7 separate regions of the Mus musculus genome follow, and regions 1, 2, 4, 5, 6 and 7 are each linked to region 3. The links are chromatin contacts, called in public Hi-C and promoter capture Hi-C maps. All regions are on one chromosome and are shown on one strand. The core of a region is the stretch at or near the end of the contact, and the rest is flanking DNA. Distances in the headings are between cores, read along the strand shown.

Region 1 (2,700 bases), core at 76-2,575, 1.1 Mb after region 3:
TTCTGTGTTTTTTTTAAAGAAATGAAAATTCCAGAATTTTCACTACAGTTATGTGCATATGAACCCGTGTGAAGGCCAATCCCTAATTCCCTAGAACTAGGGTTACAGGCAGTCATGAACTGGGAACCAACTTGAGTCCTCCGGAAGACAGTAAGCACTCAAATATTGAACCAACTCTCCAGTCCTTAGGCAGGGCTGGATTCTTTTTTTAAAGACAGTGTTTCATGTAGCTTAGGCCGACCTTGAACTTTTGATCCCCCAGCATTTGAAACTTACCCAAGCGTACATCCAGCTTTAATTAAACTGAGGTGCCCATTACTATGTAGTCCATCCTGGGCTGTCCTGGAATTCACTATTCTCAAAAATCCTCCTGACTCAGCCTCCCAAGTGCTAGAACATTGCTGAGTTTAGAGCTACTCCTAGGGGAGGTGGCAGTTCGGGTATATAATACAATAAGTGTCTGTTGCACAGATCCTTGCATACAGTAAGTGCTCGGATCTTGAGTGTTGAGGTCTCCTGTCTAAGGCTGCACATTCAGTTCCGACTACTGATACTCAAGTCGGCTTTTATTATGCACCCATTTGTTTAGTTCATTTATCCTACGTATGACCATCAGCTTGCTACCATCTATGCTCCTGTTGCAGGAACGCAGCACAGCAGAGTACCAAAGGCTAAATTCCACAGGTGTGGGACTAACACTTCCCTAAGTAGCAGAGACTGGACCGGGCCCCACAATCCCAAAGAAACCAGTGACGAGGTACCCGTGGAGGCGGAGGCGGAGTGTCTGACATTCCTCACAGGCTCCGCCCAACACCTTCCCAGCAAAACAGAGGAAGTGGGTGCTCCCCCCACTCCCGCCCCCGAACCCCAGCCTTGGTCGGCCTCCGCCTTCCTCAGGCAGTGACGTCACAGGCTGCCGGGCGAGCGGCTCCTCATCACTGTACTTGTGAAAAAGCCGTGGGCGCCGGGGTTTCTCACGGCCCGGACTCTCACTCCGATCCGGAGCAGAAACTTGGACTCACCTTTACAGTTGCCCCGCAGAAACTTCCGGGGAGGGAGGGTGAAGGAGGGGCTGCGCGCGCATCCCCCACCGGCCGTGCGACAGCAGCGAGCAGACGCGGCCTATTTCCTCTAATACAGGGCATCCGGACAAGCTGTGCCCTGCTGGAAACTCCATTTCCCAGAAGCCTGAGCGACACGCCTGATTAGTCCATCCCCCTAATTGCTCACCGTTATTCGGCCTTCTCTGGGGCGGGCTTTTCCTTCTACTGCGCATGTCTGACGTCAATCTTGATGAAATACGTGACAGCCACCAATCAAAGGTCCTGTTGTCATTTTTAAACTCTCCTTGCTTCTGTGCTCTCTCTGTAATCTCAGTTTTGCCTTCAAACTGTATCTATGGCAACCCGCTGTCACCTCCAAATGGAATTTTCGGGGTGTAGAAGGTGAAAGTAGTCCTATAACAGGGTAGTGGGCCATCCAACCTTGGTGTCACTTAGCCATGAATCTGTTTCCTCTCTACTTCCTAGAGGGCTCAGTGGGTGGAGACCACAGGTGGTGGGTCCTGGAATTTGGCGCGGAGTTACCTGGGTGGGATAAATTTGAGGAGAAGTTTCTGGAACCGGAACTTCCTCGGAGGAATTTCCCCCTGTACTCTGAGGGAGCCCTCCTCATGAGGAGTTGGGTTTTCTTGGGATCCTGGAAAGCATATGTTCTTTGGGTTGCCAGCCATGCTGAGGTACGGAGACACGGAGCCATGCCGAGGTACGGAGACTAAGCCCAGGCGCCCATGGCCTTAGTCCTCTGTGGCCGGGGTGGGAGGCCCTGACAGAATGCTGAACCCTTGAGTGCTCACAGCCGGGCGTAGGCCCGGCTCTTAAGCGGGGGTTTCCTCTCGCGACCAATACCTACAATAATGGCCCAGAGACATCTATTGCTTCAGTTTCGGGGTATCAAACCCCCTCTTGGGCTTCTAAAGGCACTTAGGTGTACACACATAGCACTTTGAAGCAGTCATAAACAAATTTAAAAGGAAAGATTATTTGTATCTATTATTTGAGCATCTCAAATATATACTGTTATGTTCTATTTAAAAAGCCAGGGAAGCCAGGGATATGTTTGGTAGGGCGAGGTATGGTGCTGGGGAAGGGGGTGCCTCTGCGGGCCCATGCTGAGGCATCCCTTCCCCTTGAGGTACCAACCACAGTGGGTATAGTGTAGAATAGAGTTTATTTAGGGCATGGGGAGGGGAGTTGAGAGGTAGTAGAGACAGAGAAAGGTAGGGAGAGGGAGTAGAGGCCGGCCATGAACACGTGTAGAGAGAGGGGAATAGGGCAAGAAGGGACAGAGAAGGAAGAGAGTGTGGGGACTGAGGGGCAAGCAGCCCCTTTTATAGTGAGTCAGGCATACCTGGCTTTTGCCAGGTAACTGTGGAGTGGAGTGTAGAAGAAATGCTAACATTCCTTTGTTTTGGTTTAATTTTAAAAAAGGAAAAATTAGAAAGAGGCAACGGTGAAGCAAAAAATAGGGTCATCATGATCTTTAGCTAACTTTCTGTTGTTATTGGGGCAGTGTGTCTCTGGGAAACCTAAGAAGATGGGGGTGGGGATGTTGGTGAAGTCTTAGGAGAATTGGCTGTGTCCTTGCTGCTCAGGGTCTGTGGAACCAACTGTGGATAGATCAGAAGGAGCAGGTCCAGTA
Region 2 (3,082 bases), core at 173-2,672, 1.3 Mb after region 3:
AGGGCAAGGCCTAGGCTGGGGGAAGGGGTGTTCTGTTCTATGTGAGGTTTGTACTTGGTGGTATTGATTTTCACAAGTTTTCAGGAAGAGGGGCAGAGTGGACAGTGGACTGTGGGACCCTGGGCCGTGGGCCCAGTCTTTGAGCTTTACTTTATCTCTCTGGGACAGAGTACCTGGAAAGCAGAAAGCACTGTGTAAACAGCCACCATCCTGACCCTGTGATGCCACTGAGGGCTGTCCTCCCTCATCTCGCCTGACTTCTGACCTCTGTGAAGTGCCCTGCCATTTTTCTTAGTGAAGAGGTTTGGTGGTGATCTTGGTCCCTGGGTGGCAAAATGGCGGCAGGGAGGTTGGAGGAAGTTGGGACTTAGAGGGGCAGTCACCCGAGGAGCTGCAGGTGTCCATTCTCCTTGTCAGGGCCGGCCAGCAGCAGCAGGTCTGGCAGCTCCAGGGCAGGACTAGAGGCTGCCACCCCCATGGTGACCTTGTTGGCGACTTCTCCAAACCGGGTCACCTGGGGCCAAAGGTTAAGAGGATCGATAGATGGAGAACAGAACTCAACAGGAATCTGATTGGGTCTTGGGGATCTTGACAGAGTGAAAGGTCATGAACTAGGGGAGATGAACAGTAGGTTAGGGATTGGGAATGTGGCTCAGAATATAAGCACACATGCCTAGAATCCCCCGGTGCAGGGCTAGGGTGTGACTAAGGGGTAGAGCTCCTGCTGAATAACGAGTGAAGCCCAGAGTACCAGCCATATTACCTCTAAAAAGGAAAAAAAAAAAAAAAAAAAGGCTTGTGGGCCAAAGATTTTAGGATTAAAGGACAAGAACCATATGTGTACAGTCAAGGAAACTGAGACAAAGGCTTCTGAAGACACAAAAAGCCCAGCGGGCTCAGAGGTGATGTGGATCACTTGGAAAGAACGACAAATGATGGGGGAGATCCGTACATCAACGGGTCGGAGGTCCGGGGCTCCACACCTGCACGAAGTTGCTTTCAAAGATGGGAAAGTCGCGCAGCTGGTCGAACTCGCCGCTCAGGAGGTGGCGTTGGAGGCGCCCAGGGCGGCACGGGGCGTAGGCTGGAGCCAGGGGGCGGTCTGCAGGGGCGAAGCGCGAGCATCCATCCCAGGATGCCAGGTACATGAACTCTGACCGAGGGCGCATGCGGGGCAGCGGCCTCCGCATTGCTGGTCCCATACCTTCCCCGGCTCCCTCTCTAGGGCCAACCCCTCCAGGCAGAAGTCCTTTTGTCACCTTCCATCCCCTCAGAACTGGTCTCACCTGCTCCGCCCCGAGCGGCCTTAAGATCTCGACCGCCCTTCATCGCCACGCCCCGGCCCTGGGGAGGAACGCCGAGTGAAGCCTGGGACAGACAGATAAAGGGTGGGGCCTAGAGCTTGTGACTTTACAATAGGGTGCCCGGCGTTCCGTGACGTCAACGACGTCACTTCTCTCCCAGGTGGTGTCACCGGGAACGTGAGCCCTAGAGACCCGGATGGAGAAATGGCCGCCCTGACTGCGGGAGCAGGCGGACGGGCGCTAGTGCGCAGGCGCGGCGTGCGGCGCAGGCGCGTGAGCCTCAGGATGAACCCTGTGTTTCCTAGCGGGCTGTATGGCTCTCGGTTTTTCTCAACGCTCCCGTATGGTGGCCGCGGGTGCCGGGGTGACCCGGCTGCTAGTGCTCTTGCTGATGGTAGCCGCGGCTCCTAGCAGAGCCCGAGGCAGCGGCTGCCGGGTCGGGGCCTCCGCGCGTGGGGTGAGTGCTAGTGGCCGGGGCGGGGCGGCCTCCTGTGGGCGCTAGATGGACCCCATCATGAATATTCATGAGAGGATGTGGTTTGCTCGGAACCTGAGCTGCGTGGAGTAGTGGTAGCTAGCCTCTCATCTCCGTGCTTGGGAGGCTGAGGCTGGAGGATCAAGGAGTTTGAGGCTAGCTTGGATTGCTTGAGATTGTCTCAAAAATACAAAAATGGGGGTGTGATGGTGCACGCTTTCAATACCCCTATTCGGGAGGCAGAGACAGGTGAATTTCTGAGTTCGAGGCCAGCCTAGGACAAAGGGAGTTCTAGGCCAACCAGGGCTACACAGTGAGACCCTGACTCAATAAGTAATTAATAAAGATATGGCAAGGAAGCAGTGCTCTAGTGCTAGGGTTGGAATCATGTTTCTGAATATGCACGAAGAAGTCAGGTCCTTCAGGAGCCAGAGTGCTGTAGGATGCCTGGCTAGGAGAAGCTTGAAATTAAGACATCTAAGGCTTAGGCCTGGGTGTGGGGTGCAAGGTCACCTTGGGCTACCTAAGGTCCTGTTTCAAAAAAACCCCAAAAATAGGGTGCTGGAGAAATGAGGGCCAAGAGAACTGACTGCTTTTCTGGAGTACCTGGGTTTGCTTTCTGGCACCTACCTAGAGGCTCACGACTGTCTGCTAACTTCAGTTTTTGGGGATTGCACATTCTCTTCTGGCACACCAGGTACCAGGCATGCACACAGGGCACATAGGTACATGCAGCAGATATCCATACACAAAATTAAAAAAAGAAAAATTACAAAGAAATTAAGCTGATGGTGGTGGTGCTCATGTGTAACCCCAAGCGCTCAGCAGACGTAGGCAGGAGGATCATCTCCGGTCTGGATCAGGGAGTGATTTAGTGGGACTCTGCTTCAGAACCGTGGGAAAGAAAGTGTGGATCTAGGATGTGCCAGAGAGAAGTGGGCTTCTTGCCAATGTGAATGGTCAGAGTATTAGCATGTGCAAAGGAAGTGAACTCGTGAATGAAAACCTGAATGACCTGGGGTGGGGGGCAGAGCAAGGTGGTATTTACCTGTAGTAGCAGCACGAAGAGGTGGAGGCAGAAGAATTGTGAATCAGAGGTTAGCTCGGGCTGTGCACTGAGACTCTCAAAACCAAAAAAACCAACAAAAAGATAACGACCCGGGCATTGGACATGAGAATAACAAGCTTTTAGAGTTTTCTTTGGGCTATGGAAATGGACTGTGTCATGAGAGGCAGTCCTGGGCAGAGCACCTGTGATTGGATGTGAGCATGCAGCTACGGCCTGTCCTTCAGCCTGTCCTTC
Region 3 (2,858 bases), core at 297-2,796:
AAGCAGAGGTGTCCTCACTCATGTTCCCTACTGGGAGCCAGCACCATCGCTGGCACTGGCTTGCCTGAGTGCTGAGTCCACCCATGCCCTCCTCTGGTTCTCATCTTGCTTTATCCTTCAGAATCCCCAGTTAATAACCGGACAGGATTAATTAGCTGGCAGCTCTCCCACCTCCAAGTCCAGGGCAGGGACTGGGAACAAAGGAGACCATGGCGGAGAAGGATGCTAAGTTGGTTGGGCTGAACAGGCAGGGACATGGGATTCTAATGAAAAGAGAGAACTGGGTAGAACTGGTGTACCCAGGGTCTCCAGAAGAGAAGGCATGGGTCACGCCAGTCGTAAAGGTCACAGAGGGGATTAGGAGGCTCCGTGACTAATCCAGAGGCTTACCCAAGTCCTGGCCCAGAATCCGCCCCCACCTGAGCAGCTCAGGGACACAAATGAGGACAAGACCTGGAAGCCCCATCATGGGCCTGGGATTTACAAGTGTGCCGGAGTTCCCCATCACACAGGCCCCTCACTGCTTTCCCTGTAAAGAGGAGAATAATGTGTGGAGGAATGAGTTTAAGAAGAGCAGTGAGCCGAGCAGTGGTAGCGCACGCCTTTTAATCCCAGCATTTAGGAGGCAGAAGTAGGAGGACTTCTGAGTTCGAGGGCAGCCTGGTCTACAGGGTGAATTCCAGGACAGAGAAACCCTGTCTCGAAAAGAAAAAAAAAAGGGGGGGGGGCAGGAGTGTGGGAACTGAAAAGGTTGGGTGGAAGGAGGACTTTAAGCACAGGGTCTTGGAGAGTTGACAGAGTGCCAGGCAGAAGATTCTGAGGAAAAAGGGGTGTCTTGGGAGAATGCCTGGGGAAGGCAGGATTTTAGGAAGAGGAAGCTAAGAGGGAGAGTTTAGGAGGAAGAGTCACCGCGCATTCACGGTACCCAATACCATAACATTTGGAAGAAAGAATGCTTTTATTTACCATCCTTTGATTCTGAGGAGATTTGAGGTATGTAGGAAAGTCTCATGTAGAGGTATGAAAAGGGTTCAGAGATAGCGACCTGCAGAGAATTACCCTGAGAAAGGAGGCAAAAAGACCGACCTGTGTGGCTCGCAGTTGCTTGGCAACCACTGCGGTCAAAAGCTAGCGTGGAGGGCCAGGAGGTGTGGCTCGAGCTGCAACCCAAGGTTGAGACCCCGCCCTTGACAACAAAACTAACAAAGCACCGCCCCCTAACAACGAATGCCTGTTGGGGGGGGGTGGAGGGTTAAGTACCGCTAGTCTGGCTTGTGCGCAGGCGCAATCTCCCCTCTCCATGAAGCCACACCTCCTGGTCACTTCTTTATCAATTTTCTTATTGGAGGATAAAGCTGCCAAGGATTTTCCTTTGTTTCGGGGGCGGGACCGAGCACACTACCCACAGTCCGATTGGTCAGGCTAGCAGTCTATCGCCAGCTGTACGTGCCTGCATCTCCTTCTTGTGTGCCTATTGGTCCTGGAAATGATCCTGTGGGGCTAGGGGGCGGAGCATTCTGGGAGACCCGCAGCAGATTGGGTGGTGTCAAAGCAAGGGGCGGGCCCCACCGGCCGGGCGGTTGGGCCGTGAAGGGAGAGTCTTTTCGGCGCTGAGGACGGGCGCTGAGGAGGCGGCGGTGGCTCCTGGGGCGTTTGAGCGGGCTCACTCGAGCCCGCGGGCCGACGCGGACGCAGGCCCAGCCGGCGGAACCGCCCCGGACTCCCCGCGGGCCTTCCTAGCCGCCATGGAGGACGGTGTCTACGGTAGGCCGGGCGAGGCGGGCGGGCGGGCGGAGCGGCTCCCGAGCCCCGCCGCGGACAGCAGGGCAGTGGCGAGGCTTCTTTCAGCGCGCGGGACGGGCTTCCGGCGCGGTCGAGAGCCGGGGGTCCCGGGCCATTGTTTGGGCCGAGCCCGCTTCCGGCGACGGCGGGCGGGGCGGGGCGCGCAGCGGGGCGGGGCGTACACCCGCGGGAGCGGCGGCCTGGCTTTCTTCCTGCGGACCTAGGCTTAACGCCGTCCTTTCCGACCCTGACCCAGGGTCCTGCTGCCGTAGCTTGTTTCTACTGTGTACCCCAGATCCAGGCCACGTTGTCCGCTATGGCGGAACCAGAACCTCGTTTCTTTTCCAAGAAATGCACCCAAGATTCAGGACCCCCAACTTTCCCATCATGATGGAGCCAGAATCTGGCCCCCTTACGAGAAATGCACCCCAGGTTCATGCTAGGATCCCTACAGTGGTGGATCCAGAAGCCAGAGTCCTGGTGTCTTTCCAAGATTTGCATCCGAGATCTAGGACCCCAAAGCCCTTTTGATGATGAAGCCATGAGTCCAAGGCCCTGTGTCCTTCCAAGTAATGTTTCCAATATCCAAGCATCCTGTTCTACTGTGTTGGGACCAAGGAGCCAGGGCTTCCAAATAAAGCATCTAAAATTCAGACTCAGGAGTTTCTAATTGTGGTGATGGGTCCAGAATCCCAGGGACTGGTTGCCTTTCAAGTAATTGGCCCAGAAATTCATCCTCAGACCTATGAGCTGGGATTCCTAGGCACTTCTGACACAAACTCAGGACTCAGTTTTACTCCCTCTCCTCAGACTTCTGGTACCCATTCCTCTTCTGGACAGGAATCCAGGCCCCCAGCCCAAATCCTTTCTCAGGATGCAGGAGTCCTGACCCCCAGAACTAATTTCTTGACCCTGGTCCCCAGAGCCCCCAGACTTGACTCCAGAGGAGCGCATGGAGTTGGAGAACATCCGGCGGCGCAAGCAGGAGCTGCTGGTGGAGATCCAGCGCCTGCGAGAAGAGCTAAGTGAAGCTATGAGCGAGGTGGAGGGTCTGGAGGCCAATGAGGGCAGGTGAG
Region 4 (2,725 bases), core at 76-2,575, 1.4 Mb after region 3:
GAAGTCGGGTAGCCAGGGAAAGATAGACACAGAATTCGGAGTATAGAGGTTCAGGACAGAGGCTGGGGAACAGCGTGTACTTCATTATATCCGAGACATGGTGCACACACAGAGAGAAGTGAAGCCAGGGAGGCAGGGGTGTGGGCAGAAATACCTTCCAATGAGACACAGGTAGATCAGAAGAGAGAGAGAAAAGATGCTGAATTCCAGGTTGGACAACCAGACAATGGCTGGAGACCTCAGATACAAGGCAAGAGAAGAGAGTTGGGAACACAGACAGACAGAAGCATGGTCAGTTTAAAAAAAAAAAAAAGGAGAACAGGAGAGAGAGGTGGAGGTGGGCGAGGAGGGAGTAACACAAGGTAAGGTTTGGAGCTAGACATTAGACATCGGTGGGAAAGAGCCCCCCCCCCCCCCGAGGGAAAGAACGAGGGCCAGACAGTCAAGAGAAGCCAGGCTGCTAAGGAAGACTGACTGCCATTTGGCCAGGGTCAGACTCACCTGTGCTTACCCCTGCCTTGTCCTGGGTGGCAGCCGAGGCGGCGGGGGGCGGTAGCCCATGGGGATTGCAGGGTGGACGAGCCTAGCCGCTGCGGACCGGTCTCCACGCTTGCCAGGTGGCAAGAAGGGGGGCTGGTGACTGATCTAGGGACCCAAATCGGGAGGGAAAAAATCAGCCCAAGCTTTGCATCTTGCCCGACTCGAAGTAGCTGCGCGACCCCAGATGACCCCGGTGAGGTCCAGCCGCCCCCTCCCACCTCCGTGCCCCCAGCAGCTAGTTAAAAGCTTAGGGACTACAACTCCCAGCTGGTCTTGCTGCTAGTGCTACTGCAGCTTTATCGCACCAGAGCTGCAAGGGCTGCTGGGAGTTGAAGTCCTCAATGCGTCTCCGGTCTGCAGAATATGGGATTTTTTGGGGGAGTGGTGCTGGAAGGGTTAAAATGTCAGGGTCCCAAGACGCTGCAGGAGAGGGGAAAGGAGTCCAAGATCTCCAGAGGTCACGTAGCTCTAATCACTTAGGGGTCATGAGATGGGTCACTAATCCCCATACTCTGGGGATGGGTGGGCAAGGGTGAAGTGCACCCAGGTGTATTGGAATCAAGATCCCCCTTTTTCCAGGGCCACGTGCCCCTCCCCTGGAGCGTCCAGCTGGCACTGCAGACTCAGCTCCCCAGCTCCAGATGCGCCCCTATTTGCACCGACCTCCGCGCCCCCACTTGGGGCCGCCCCCTTGGGATGAGGTTGGGGCGGGGGAGGGGGAGGGGCGGACTCACCGGAGCCCCGGCTGCTGCAGCCCGGAGCGCGCGCGCGCCCGCCTGCCCGCTGCCGCGGTGCCCGCCTGGCTCCTCCCCACCCCTGTCGCAGCTCCTCGGCTCCTCCCAAGCCCTTTCCCCCCCCCTCCCCCGCCAGCCCATGCAACCCAAAAGCCAAAATCCGTATGGCCCTAGTGTGCACCTCCCTGGACTCTGGTTGCAGTTTCGCCCCAGTTGAGAGGCCACCTGAGGGAACTAGAAGGTTAGGATTCAGAGGTCCCAGGCCACAAAAACTCCTTTCTCCAGGGAGCAAGATCTCAGGGTTTACAGCTGAGCAGGCTGGAATGAAAGCTGGCCACAGTAAGTCTCATATTTTAGGTAGAGCCACAGGCACTGGATTTGAATCCTGCCCTAGTCCCCTTGAGACTCTTAGCATCCCAGATCCCGATGTCCAGCACAATACAATGAAATTATCTCCTAAGGGATGTAGTTTGAGAAACCAGTCAGTGTGCATCAAAAACACTGGCACCAAGTGGGTGCTTAATGACTACTTACAGGCACAGAGCATCCGGTTTTTACCACATTAATAGCAGCTAATGAAAATTGCCACTCACCATTACCAATGTTAGGAGTTAAGAGCTTTGAAGATGGCTTCTCATGGAATATTCACTTTGGTATAAGGATGAATGCAATCAAGGTATTCCCATTTCACAGAACAATTGAGGCCCGTGGAGATTCAATTCCTCCCACGAGGTCCTGATCTACACAAAAGCAGCCCAGAGGGGTGGCTTGGAAGTTAGTGTCTCACTCAATTGCTATTGTCCTCCCGCCAGCCAGTTATACAAAATAAACACAGCTTCCAAGGCCTGATGGCAGAGACCTTTCATCCCAGTTGCTCTGGATGGGGAGGGAAGAGGATAGAAAGTTCCAGGTCAACCTGGGCTACGGATGAGTTCAAGACCAGCCTCTGCAGATTGAGTGAGACCCTGTCCAAAAATAAGAGAGAGCTGGGGATGTAGTGCAGCAGTAGAAGCCCTGTCTAGAATCCTCCAGTGAGGAGCTGGGGGCATTGATGAGAAGTGGAGCCTTTGTCTAGTAGAATCTCCCAGGAAAGCAAAGCGCTTGGTCTGATAGCCTAAAAAACCAGTGTTTGCTTGGCATATCTGAGACTCTGGGTTCAAAGCAACTCTTCCCCTTGTAGCGTATGCATGCAATTTGCAGTTGTTATATATCAGAAGCCTCCGAAAAAGATAGCTGGCTCCATCCAGGGTCCATGTTTATGCTGCTAGCATCTTCTCACAGGAGTCTGAGGAAGCATGCACGGGGGCCTGGCCACCAAAGGTGCGGCGAACGGCCTTAGTGGCTAGTCAGCTCCATGCCAGCCATGGAGCTCAGCCTGACCAGGCGGTGACACACACTCAGAAATGTGCACACAGATGGGCTTGCCAGCTTCACGTGACACATCTTCAAAG
Region 5 (2,929 bases), core at 379-2,878, 1.5 Mb after region 3:
CTGAGGGCAGATGTGAGGTACCTGCTTGGAGCCAGCAGCCTTGGTACATGATGCCACACCTGTGACCTCCATACGGCTGCCATGTCTCCTCTCTGAGCTTCTTTGCTTTTTCCTTGCAAACCCTGGGCCCCTAGATCTTTGGCTCATGAATTGGCAGGACCTGCGGGACTAAAGCTCTGCAGGACTCATGAGCCTGGCATGGTGTGGGTAAGGCATGGCCATCTACTCTCCTGGCATTGGAACCTTCCACTGCCCTCAGCGCCTGCACTCAGGCAGACACCTTGAGAACTCCGGTGCAACCTAAACACAAAAGTCTGATTTTTAAGGCCTTTTACCAAGCTGCTGTAACATTGGTCTTATTCATCAGTTTAACTGAGTACCAACTAGGTGCTAGGAAGTCCTGCTTTGATTTGGGGATACAGAAGTAGCCCCAAAATCTATGCCTTGGTCTGCAAGAGACAGATGTAAATAAACAAGCCCATACTGGTTGGACCATACCTAGAAGAAAAGGGGGCATTTTGAGAAAGCATCTCACATGGTGGGCAGAGCTGAGGCTTCAGTAATGAGAAAGAGCTGAGGGAAGAGTTTGCAGAAGGAGGAAAAGGCTAGGAAGGACAGAGTGGTGATGGAGGGTGAGGGGAGATGAGGTGAGACTGCAGAAAAAACGGTTCTCTCCCAGGCCCCAGCCCTGCAGGCTGCACTGAGGACCGAGGAGACCGCGGTTTGGCTTCTCTCCTGCTTCTGATGGGAAGGTGAGGAGGCAGGGGCGTGGGGAGTAATGTGATCTGATTTATGGTTTGGAAGGATTGCTCTGGCTGCGGCAGGCAAGCAGCCCAGATTGGAGGGGCTCTGTAGAAGGAGGGAGAGTAAGGGGAGGCCACTGCAGTGGTCTAGGCTGGGATAAGGCAGCTTGCAGAGGGTTCTCTACTCACGGCCAGTGCTTGGTTAGTATACATACTGGAGATACCTGCTCTGACTGTCAACCCTTCTCCTCCCTTGATGGGGGAACCACTGGGCTCACTACCACCCCTCCCACCCCAGCATCAACCTGCTCAGGGCCTGGCCTGCAGGAGAATCTTGTAGTTACACCTTTTAAGCAGCACACATGCATGCTGTTCACACATATCCCCACAAGCAGGCACCACATACAAGGGCTGGTAGGGCCAGGACAGGCCATCTGGGTAGAGGATGGGAGAGCCCCGGAGCCTGAGAATGTTAGAAGAGTCCCCTTCATTAGGCTGTGTGGTCAGCGGTGACCACAGGATAATAGCAACCTTAGCATACTCTCTGCAGTGTGCCCCCTCCTCAGGAATGGCCAAGACAGAGAGAAGTGAACAGTCCAAAGCTGGCATCCTATCATAGCCTGCTTTGTTCTGAGAAGACTCCTGGACCAAGGCTGAGGCCTACCAGTACCAAGGATGCCCTGGAAAACTTTCCCCATCTTCCTTTTATCCATATAAGTGCTTGTACTTGCAAAAGGGAGGAAAGAGGGCAGAAGCAGAGGTCTGGAAAGTGGCAAGGGGTGGGTGTGGGTAGACCCAAGGCGGGATCAGGCTTTGGAACGTTGGAGGTTTCCGGCCACAGAGGCAGAGCCTCCTGGAAGCCAATAGGGGCGGGGAGACTCACCAAGAGAAGCTGAGGAGATCAAAAGTTGAGACAGAGCAGATCAGGAGGGAAGGCAGAAGAGAAAGCCTGGCAGAAAGAAGGTCCAAGGGGCTTGTGAGCTGCCCACCAGACTGGGACACTTGCTAGGTCTATACAGCAGTCCTACCCCTGGCATTCTGACCTCTCTACTATTTGGGTGCTGGGAAGCCCAGCTGGATGCAGGCAGCCTGGCTCTTGGGGGCCCTAGTGGTCCCTCAGCTTTTGAGTTTTGGTCATGGAGCCCGAGGTCCTGGGAGGGAGTGGGAGGGAGGCTGGGGAGGTGCCCTGGAGGAGGAGAGAGAGCGGGAGTCACAGATGTTGAAGGTGAGTGTTGGAGGGGCACTGTGGGCTTGAGATGAAGTGTTCAGATGGGTAAAGAAAAGTAAGGGGGTTTAGATGGAACAATGGGTTCAGAAAAGAGCTGAGAGGGTAGGCGGGAAGGAAACTGACATGCATTCTCTGACCCAGAATCTCCAGGAGGCCCTAGGGCTGCCCACTGGGGTGGGAAATGAGGATAATCTTGCTGAAAACCCTGAAGACAAAGAGGTCTGGGAGACCACAGAGACTCAAGGGGAAGAAGAGGAAGAGGAAATCACCACAGCACCTTCTTCTAGTCCCAACCCTTTCCCCAGCCCTTCTCCCACACCAGAGGACACTGTCACTTACATCTGTGAGTATTCAGAAGCCAGGGTGGCCTGTCTGTCAAGCACTGACCCAACTCGGAGGCCAGACACATCAAAGGGGCCCAAGGTCCCCAGATGTGTCTGCCTGTCAAGAGTTTAACCCACTGAACTTCATAGACATGGTCACACATCCCACAGATCGCCTCATCCAATCCGCTTTTGGGAGTCTGAGGGCCGTGCCCTCCATGTCCTTAGAGCCCTTAATTGTGCCTCTAGTTGTGCCTTCTGTCTTTTCACAGTGGGCCGCTTGGCCAGCCTCGATGCAGGCCTACACCAATTGCACGTCCGTCTGCACGTTTTGGACACCCGTGTGGTTGAGCTGACCCAGGGGCTGCGGCAGCTGCGGGATGCTGCGAGTGACACCCGCGACTCAGTGCAAGCCCTGAAGGAGGTCCAGGACCGTGCTGAGCAGGAGCACGGCCGCTTGGAGGGTGAGTCTCAGCAGCACAAAGAGGGCCTAGGTGGGAGGAGGAGACCCATGGAGGTCTGAAGACCTGGAGAAAACGGGTATCAGGATACCAGAGGGTCCACATAGAACTGGGAGGTGCTGGCACATCTAGAGATGGATTGTGAGGTGGGTGAGACTTTTCTTGCTCCAACCT
Region 6 (2,758 bases), core at 157-2,656, 1.2 Mb after region 3:
AGTTGAGAGAAAAACAGATCTAGGAGTTGGGCCCAGGGAGAATGAGGGAGGGCTCCAAGGAGGGAGAGATGGAGATGGAACTTCAGAGGGTCTGGAGATGGGTGGGACCTGGGACACTGAGGATCGGGAATAAGAAAATGGCTTTGGAGTGTTCAAGGGACAGTGGGAGAAGTTTTGAAGAGGCTGAGGCCATTCTGGGGACCTGCCAAAGGTCTCAGAAGGTGTGTGAGAAAGGTGGGGTAGGACTGTCAGGGAAATCCAGCTAGGAAGCTGTTCCCCAGGATCTATGATGACTAGGAGCAGCAGCGAGTTGGGGTTTAGAAGGTCCCAGGGACGCTTAAGTTTTCGGGAGGTGTCCTTGGAAGGGTGGTCTAAAGAGAGGGGTGTGTTTGCAGGGGTGCAGGGAACTCCAGCTGCAAGGAGGAAGGGCTTCCAGAGAACTGGAGGGCTCAAGAGGAGGAGGGACACTGGGATGGAGTGCTCCGGAAACAGAGCGGTTGGGATAATTAGGAGTGCTCGGAGAGCGCGCTCACCCTGGCAGCCCGCGACGAGTAGGGGTCCTCAAAAAGCGCCCACACACGGGGCTGCCAGCGCCGCCACCAGGTGCCGCCCGCGCCGCCCGCGCCCCCGGCAGGTCCTCCGGCACCTCCGCCCGCGTCCTGAAAACACAGACGCTTGAGCTCGCCGCCTGCCCCGTCCAGGCCGCCGCCTCCTGCGCCCGCCTCGTCGTCCAGTCCCGCATCGTGCGCGCCTCCGGCGTTGGCGTTGGCGTTGGCCGAGGAGTCCGGGGCCTCGAAAGAGTCCAGTGCCTCCTCAGCGTCACGGTGCTGGCGATAGGTCATCCAGCAGCAGGCCTCCACGTCCGTCTCGTCTATGCCCCAGAAGCCCAGCTCCTCCTCGAAGAGCGGCCCGCACACGTCGGCCGGGCAGTGCAGTTTGCCGGTGCGGTAGTAGTTGAGCACGTAGGCGAAGACGCCCGGGTGACGGTCGAAGAAGAACTCGTCCGTGCCCGGGTCGTAGTCAAAGCGCGCGGCCGCCTCGGGCTCGGTCAGCCCGGCCAGTCTGGTCCCTGGCAGGGTGCGCAACGTGGAGCGGTACGTCTCATGGCGCACGCCGCCCACGTTGATCACGATCTTACCGCTGTCGCCGCCGCCGCCGCCGTGCCGCCCCATGGCCACCGCCGGCAGCCCGGGGCATGGCTCGGCACGCCGGCCCCCAGGCCCGCAGGAAAGCGGGGCACCCGCCGGGGAGGCGGCAGTGCCGGGCTGAGAGCACTGCTGCTGCTGCGGCGGCGGCAGAGGCGGCGGTGAGGACTCAGGCGGCTGCGGCGTTGGCACCGGCTGAGGCTGCTGCTTGCCGGTCCCCTGGCGCCCGCGGAACGACCAGACGCACACTGAACTGAGCATTGGACAGGGAGGCGGGGCTGGGAGGGGGCAGGGTCTCGGGGGCGGGGCCCGGGTAGAGAGGCAGACGTGATTGGACAGGAGGAGGCGATGAATGGATGGGAGGGTGTGATTGGGCAGGTGGAGGGAGGGCACGAGCTGATTGGGCTGAGCGACTGGGCGGGGCCACGGCTAGGCAGACTCCGACCCAGCCTAGCTAGAGGAGGTGGGGTTGCACAGAAAGCTCAGGGATTGGATCCTACCTAGGAGAGGGCGGGGCGTCAAGGGGACCCTAAAAATGCCTAACTCAGCAGCACAGCGAAAATGGAGACCTCAGAGCCAGGTATGGGAAAGAGCCAGGTACCGTGAAGGAAGGGGGATCAGGCGTTCAAGGTCATGCTACAAAGTGAGATAGAGGCCAGCCTGGGCTGCATGAGACTCTGCCTCGAAAAAAAAAGGCCTATCAATTCTGGTGGGGGTAGGGGTGAGGAACGGGTTGGGGGGTGGTGGGTGGGGGGAAAGAAGTCACAACAAGAGAAGCTGACAAAAAGAAAACAAATTGCCTAGAGCCCGGGCAGGCGGGACCTGCACTGAAAAGGCAAATGAACGGGAAAGTAGGAGTAATTGGATGCAGCGAGCCCAAGAGATTATTAACAATCCTTATTGGGCCGCGACAATGAGGGGGGAGGGTCTCAACTGGGGTGAGGGCGGTACAAGGGAACTAGAGGTGGAGTTGGAACTTGATTAAATAAAAAAACTCACAGGAGACAGTCGAAGCGGAAGATACTGGGACGCTATGGTAAAGGAAGGAAGGCGAGGCCTGGGAGCCTCTGGATGAAAGCTGGGGAGGGGCGGAGGCTGCAAGTTGTGGAGTTGAGGGAGGTCTTAGGTTCGCTGTCCTCCTGCTTCAACATTAGCATCCCAAGTAGCTGAGATGACAGATGAGCACCACCATGTCCAACTGGATGTTGCAAATTTGGACTTCGTTAGACGGGGTTAGACCTGGGCGAAGAGGATCCGGACGAATGGGAGACACAGGCAGATGGACAGGGTCTATATCTTATATGAAACACCTTCAATAGTCCAGAGGAAGATGCGACTAGTAAGTGGATGGCAAAGTGGGGCGCTAAAAATGAGCATTTAGAGAGCCAGAAGCCTCCAGGCTGGTGGGATGGAGTTCTGGAAATGAGATGCCTGTTAGGGGAAGGACACTCATTGCTGGGCACGGGGCTGGGGGTGGGCTGGAATAGAGAGATTCATTGGTAGAGACCCCGGAGGATGGTCCACTACGTCTTAGGGAAGGGGCAAAAGTTGCCAGCTGGTGGAAGAAAGGGGATGAAGCGTAGACAACAAAGAGTGCAGACAGAAGGGCCAAG
Region 7 (2,700 bases), core at 143-2,642, 1.3 Mb after region 3:
GGGAACAGCCTGTTGGAGGCCTAGGAGTACATCGAAGGATGAAGCTGCAGAAAGGTAGGCAAGGACCCGAGCACACAAGGCCTTGAGTTCAGCCTGAAGGCCCGGGGCTAGTCCCTAGGAGTTCTGGGGAACCAAAGAGGGATAGAAGCAGAGGAGGGGGCAAGCAGCTGTGGGGCTGTGTGTAGGACGACCAGGAGAAGAAAAACAGACAGCTGGGAGGTTGTGACAGAGGCTCAGATAAGAGAGGTTGAGGCCAAAGCTGGGGCTGAGGCTGTGAGAAGCAGCAGGTGGGAGGGCAGGCAACAGCTCCTGGATCGGAGCCTTGGCCCTGCTAGGGTCCCAGGAAGGCTCCCGTGCCTCTCTGAGCCCTGCTCTTCCAGGGCGGGGAACAATGGCAGTCACCTCTTGCAGATTTCGTCGGCAGCCTCCTGGCTAAAGAGCTGCTCTTGAAGGACGTTGTTGAGAGCATGGACAGCACACAGCTCTAGCCGCTGCCGCTCATGATACACTGAGGGTGGACTCGGCCTTGCTTCCGGAGCCTGAGACATGCCCTCCTCAGCTCCTGCTGCGGGGTGGGACAAGGAGGTGTTAGGCACCTAGGATCTTGCTCATTCGGTTCTCTAGATTCCTGGGTCCCTGGGCAATGGACATTGAGATGGGCACTGGGGCTAGCTTAGGAGGCCGTGAGGCCCTGACCCTATTTCCCAGGCTGTCTCCAGAGCACAGAGACACCTTTTGAGCCCAGTCCTGGGAGTGGGGGGAGTAGAGGCTCTCATCTGCTCACCTGGCAATAGAGACCCACCCCCACTACATGTCTCCAAGCAAAAGGGTCCTGATCATCATCACCTAGCAATGGACTACCACCCCTTCTGTCCCTAGGAAACAATACCTTTTTAGTTCCCAAGCAACAGAACAACCCCACCCTCTGGGTATCCTGGTCCGTTTTCTGATCACCTAGCAATGGAGGACTCCTCCTTTCCCGTCTCTGGGTAACAGGGTCTCTTCTGGTCGCCTAGCAACGAAAGACTTCCCCTCCTCAATAACCAGGGTTCTCGCCTCCCTTCACCTGGCAACGAGGCCCTCTACCAGTTACTAAGCAACAGGAGCCCCCACCTTTTCCTGTCACCTGGCAACCAGGCACACTCCCACCCGCCTTTGCTTGTCGCCCGCCTGGCCCTCACCCCGCCGGCCTTTCTGCTCCCCGGGACCGACCGCTTTCGCATTCCCTAGGCAGCGACCGGGTGGTAGCACGCTGACTGAGCAGGCGAAAGGGACTACAGCTCCCGGCGACTTGCGCGCGCCGAACTGCGATTCCCGAAGGCCTCCGTAGGGCGTCTAAATAGGACGCGCAGTCCGGAAGTCCTCCGGGGCTGCTCTGCCGCGTGGGACTACAACTCCCATCGGACAAAGCAGCCAGTTCTCGTTCTCTCCCAGGGCTCACTGCTGCCTAGAGGTTTCTGGGAGTTGTGGTAACGAGTGATCTCGCGATAGCTTTCAGGGGGCTGGTTTGTGTATGAGCTCGCACGCTGCTGCTATGGCGTCATACTCAGTGTGTAGCTGAAGCGTGACGACATAGAGGTGGGGACAAGGAACCAAAGAGGCCAAAGAGAACAGTGGGCTGAACTCTGATGTTTACTGGGACCCATAGTTGTCAATATGACAGTAAGGGTAGTAGGGGAGGAGACTCAGCAGAGGTGGATCCCAGGTCTGGAGGTGAGCTGACAGCAGCCTGTGGGGAGAATGAAAAACTAGGATGACAACACAGACACATGCAGGTGGCCATGGTGGACGTGGGTTTTGGAAAAGGTAATGTGGTACAAGTCAAGGAGGATACTCAGAAAGAGATGTGGCATGTGGATGTAGAGACCTAGAGGGGGACCCAGATGCTGAGAGAAAGCGGGGCGGGGAAAGAGAGGCTCATAGAGCCTGGGAGTGAGAACTAAGAATGAGAAAAGACAGAAAACTGGGGTTGGGACACCCAACATGTGAGCTCTGCCGAGCACAAACGCCAAGGGACCCTTGGAGGGGCCTGCCGCACCCAGTAGGCTGTGCCAGAAGGCTGTAACAGTAGCAGAGCCGGTGACAGCGCCAGGCTGGGCTGGGTTCTCTCTGTGGGTGTGCACGGCAAAGCTGCGACCTGAAGGCCCTGGGGGTCCTAGCAGCTCCACATCCACCACGTGCATGTCGGTGAGGCTGCAGCCGGCAGAGAAGTGCAGTCAGTCCACCCGGAGTGTACACAGCTGTGCCACCTACGCCCTGTGCTTACCTAAGGTCAGCCACAAGCACCCCAATGACACGGTCGAAGCCTAGACTGGGGGCAGCCAGGGCAGCAGCTGCCATGGTGTTAGAGTTTCGGGGGGCCAAGGGACAGAGCCCACGCACAGGGCCCTCATAGAGCACTGTGCGGGGCCCACTACTGTGGGCTGCAGCCAGGGGTCCCTCCAGCCGGAAGCCATCAGGATGTGTGGCCATGGTGACTCGAAGGCTCTGGAAGCAATGGCAGGGTCAGGAGATTGAGACTCTTACATGTTCCGTCTGGCAGCCCAGACAGTCCTCACCTGGAGGCCTCCGGCTGCATCCAGTCTGCTGATGTCTTCACTGCCCCATAGGGCCCCTCGGGCCACAAACACAGTGTGGCCCCAGCGCTTTGAAGCCTCCAGGAGCTGCTGCTCTGTGGTCTGGTCAGCCAGAGCTGAGGGG

What was found. A called contact is a pair of places that touch in the nucleus more often than the background predicts. Capture Hi-C pulls out chosen DNA fragments and counts their contacts.
Region 1: a promoter capture Hi-C map of liver shows a contact between it and region 3, with 3 times the contacts expected there. The contact joins the promoter of Zfp473 here to the promoter of Cyth2 in region 3. A contact is called at or near these places in 4 of 39 promoter capture datasets (hippocampal neurons, liver and pre-B cells), 3 of 115 datasets of contacts at active chromatin or transcription factors (fibro-adipogenic progenitors, kidney and pancreatic cancer cells) and 2 of 9 other capture datasets (adipose tissue and liver).
Region 2: a Hi-C map of B cells shows a contact between it and region 3, with 6 read pairs. The contact joins the promoter of Fam71e1 here to the promoter of Cyth2 in region 3. A contact is called at or near these places in 3 of 39 promoter capture datasets (liver and pre-B cells), 1 of 484 Hi-C or Micro-C datasets (B cells) and 1 of 9 other capture datasets (liver).
Region 4: a promoter capture Hi-C map of adipose tissue shows a contact between it and region 3, with 2.3 times the contacts expected there. The contact joins the promoter of Syt3 here to the promoter of Cyth2 in region 3. A contact is called at or near these places in 4 of 39 promoter capture datasets (cranial neural crest, embryonic stem cells, liver and 1 more) and 2 of 9 other capture datasets (adipose tissue and liver).
Region 5: a promoter capture Hi-C map of liver shows a contact between it and region 3, with 2.5 times the contacts expected there. The contact joins the promoter of Clec11a here to the promoter of Cyth2 in region 3. A contact is called at or near these places in 2 of 39 promoter capture datasets (hematopoietic stem and progenitor cells and liver), 1 of 484 Hi-C or Micro-C datasets (uterus) and 1 of 9 other capture datasets (liver).
Region 6: a contact with region 3 is called in a promoter capture Hi-C map of liver, with 2.4 times the contacts expected there. The contact joins the promoter of Kcnc3 here to the promoter of Cyth2 in region 3. A contact is called at or near these places in 2 of 39 promoter capture datasets (hippocampal neurons and liver) and 1 of 9 other capture datasets (liver).
Region 7: a contact with region 3 is called in a Hi-C map of B cells, with 6 read pairs. The contact joins the promoter of Josd2 here to the promoter of Cyth2 in region 3. A contact is called at or near these places in 1 of 484 Hi-C or Micro-C datasets (B cells) and 2 of 9 other capture datasets (adipose tissue and liver).

Annotation. Positions count from the first base shown.
Region 1 is chr7:44,746,974-44,749,673 of GRCm38.p6, reverse strand. It overlaps Zfp473 (zinc finger protein 473), which reads left to right and starts at 1,325. Exons shown (of 5, transcript NM_001289836.1): 1 at 1,325-1,764. Vrk3 (vaccinia related kinase 3) reads right to left here and starts at 1,045. Exons shown (of 15, transcript NM_133945.1): 1 at 1,023-1,045.
Region 2 is chr7:44,494,935-44,498,016 of GRCm38.p6, reverse strand. It overlaps Fam71e1 (family with sequence similarity 71, member E1), which reads right to left and starts at 1,422. Exons shown (of 5, transcript NM_028169.2): 1 at 1,287-1,422; 2 at 984-1,102; 3 at 384-514. The coding sequence starts at 1,329. Emc10 (ER membrane protein complex subunit 10) reads left to right here and starts at 1,599. Exons shown (of 7, transcript NM_197991.3): 1 at 1,599-1,761. The coding sequence starts at 1,648.
Region 3 is chr7:45,813,004-45,815,861 of GRCm38.p6, reverse strand. It overlaps Cyth2 (cytohesin 2), which reads left to right and starts at 1,546. Exons shown (of 13, transcript NM_011181.3): 1 at 1,546-1,764; 2 at 2,706-2,853. The coding sequence starts at 1,746.
Region 4 is chr7:44,382,726-44,385,450 of GRCm38.p6, reverse strand. Syt3 (synaptotagmin III) reads right to left here and starts at 1,325. Exons shown (of 11, transcript NM_001114116.1): 1 at 1,275-1,325; 2 at 502-645. It also overlaps a transcript of 1700008O03Rik not described here.
Region 5 is chr7:44,305,658-44,308,586 of GRCm38.p6, reverse strand. Clec11a (C-type lectin domain family 11, member a) reads left to right here and starts at 1,628. Exons shown (of 4, transcript NM_009131.3): 1 at 1,628-1,968; 2 at 2,113-2,314; 3 at 2,567-2,758. The coding sequence starts at 1,822.
Region 6 is chr7:44,589,534-44,592,291 of GRCm38.p6, reverse strand. It overlaps Kcnc3 (potassium voltage gated channel, Shaw-related subfamily, member 3), which reads right to left and starts at 1,406. Exons shown (of 4, transcript NM_008422.2): 1 at 534-1,406. The coding sequence starts at 1,406.
Region 7 is chr7:44,466,672-44,469,371 of GRCm38.p6, reverse strand. It overlaps Josd2 (Josephin domain containing 2), which reads right to left and starts at 1,392. Exons shown (of 5, transcript NM_001205071.1): 1 at 1,182-1,392; 2 at 403-565. The coding sequence starts at 548. Aspdh (aspartate dehydrogenase domain containing) reads right to left here. Exons shown (of 7, transcript NM_026690.1): 4 at 2,559-2,700; 5 at 2,267-2,487; 6 at 2,039-2,193; 7 at 1,621-1,729. The coding sequence ends at 1,686.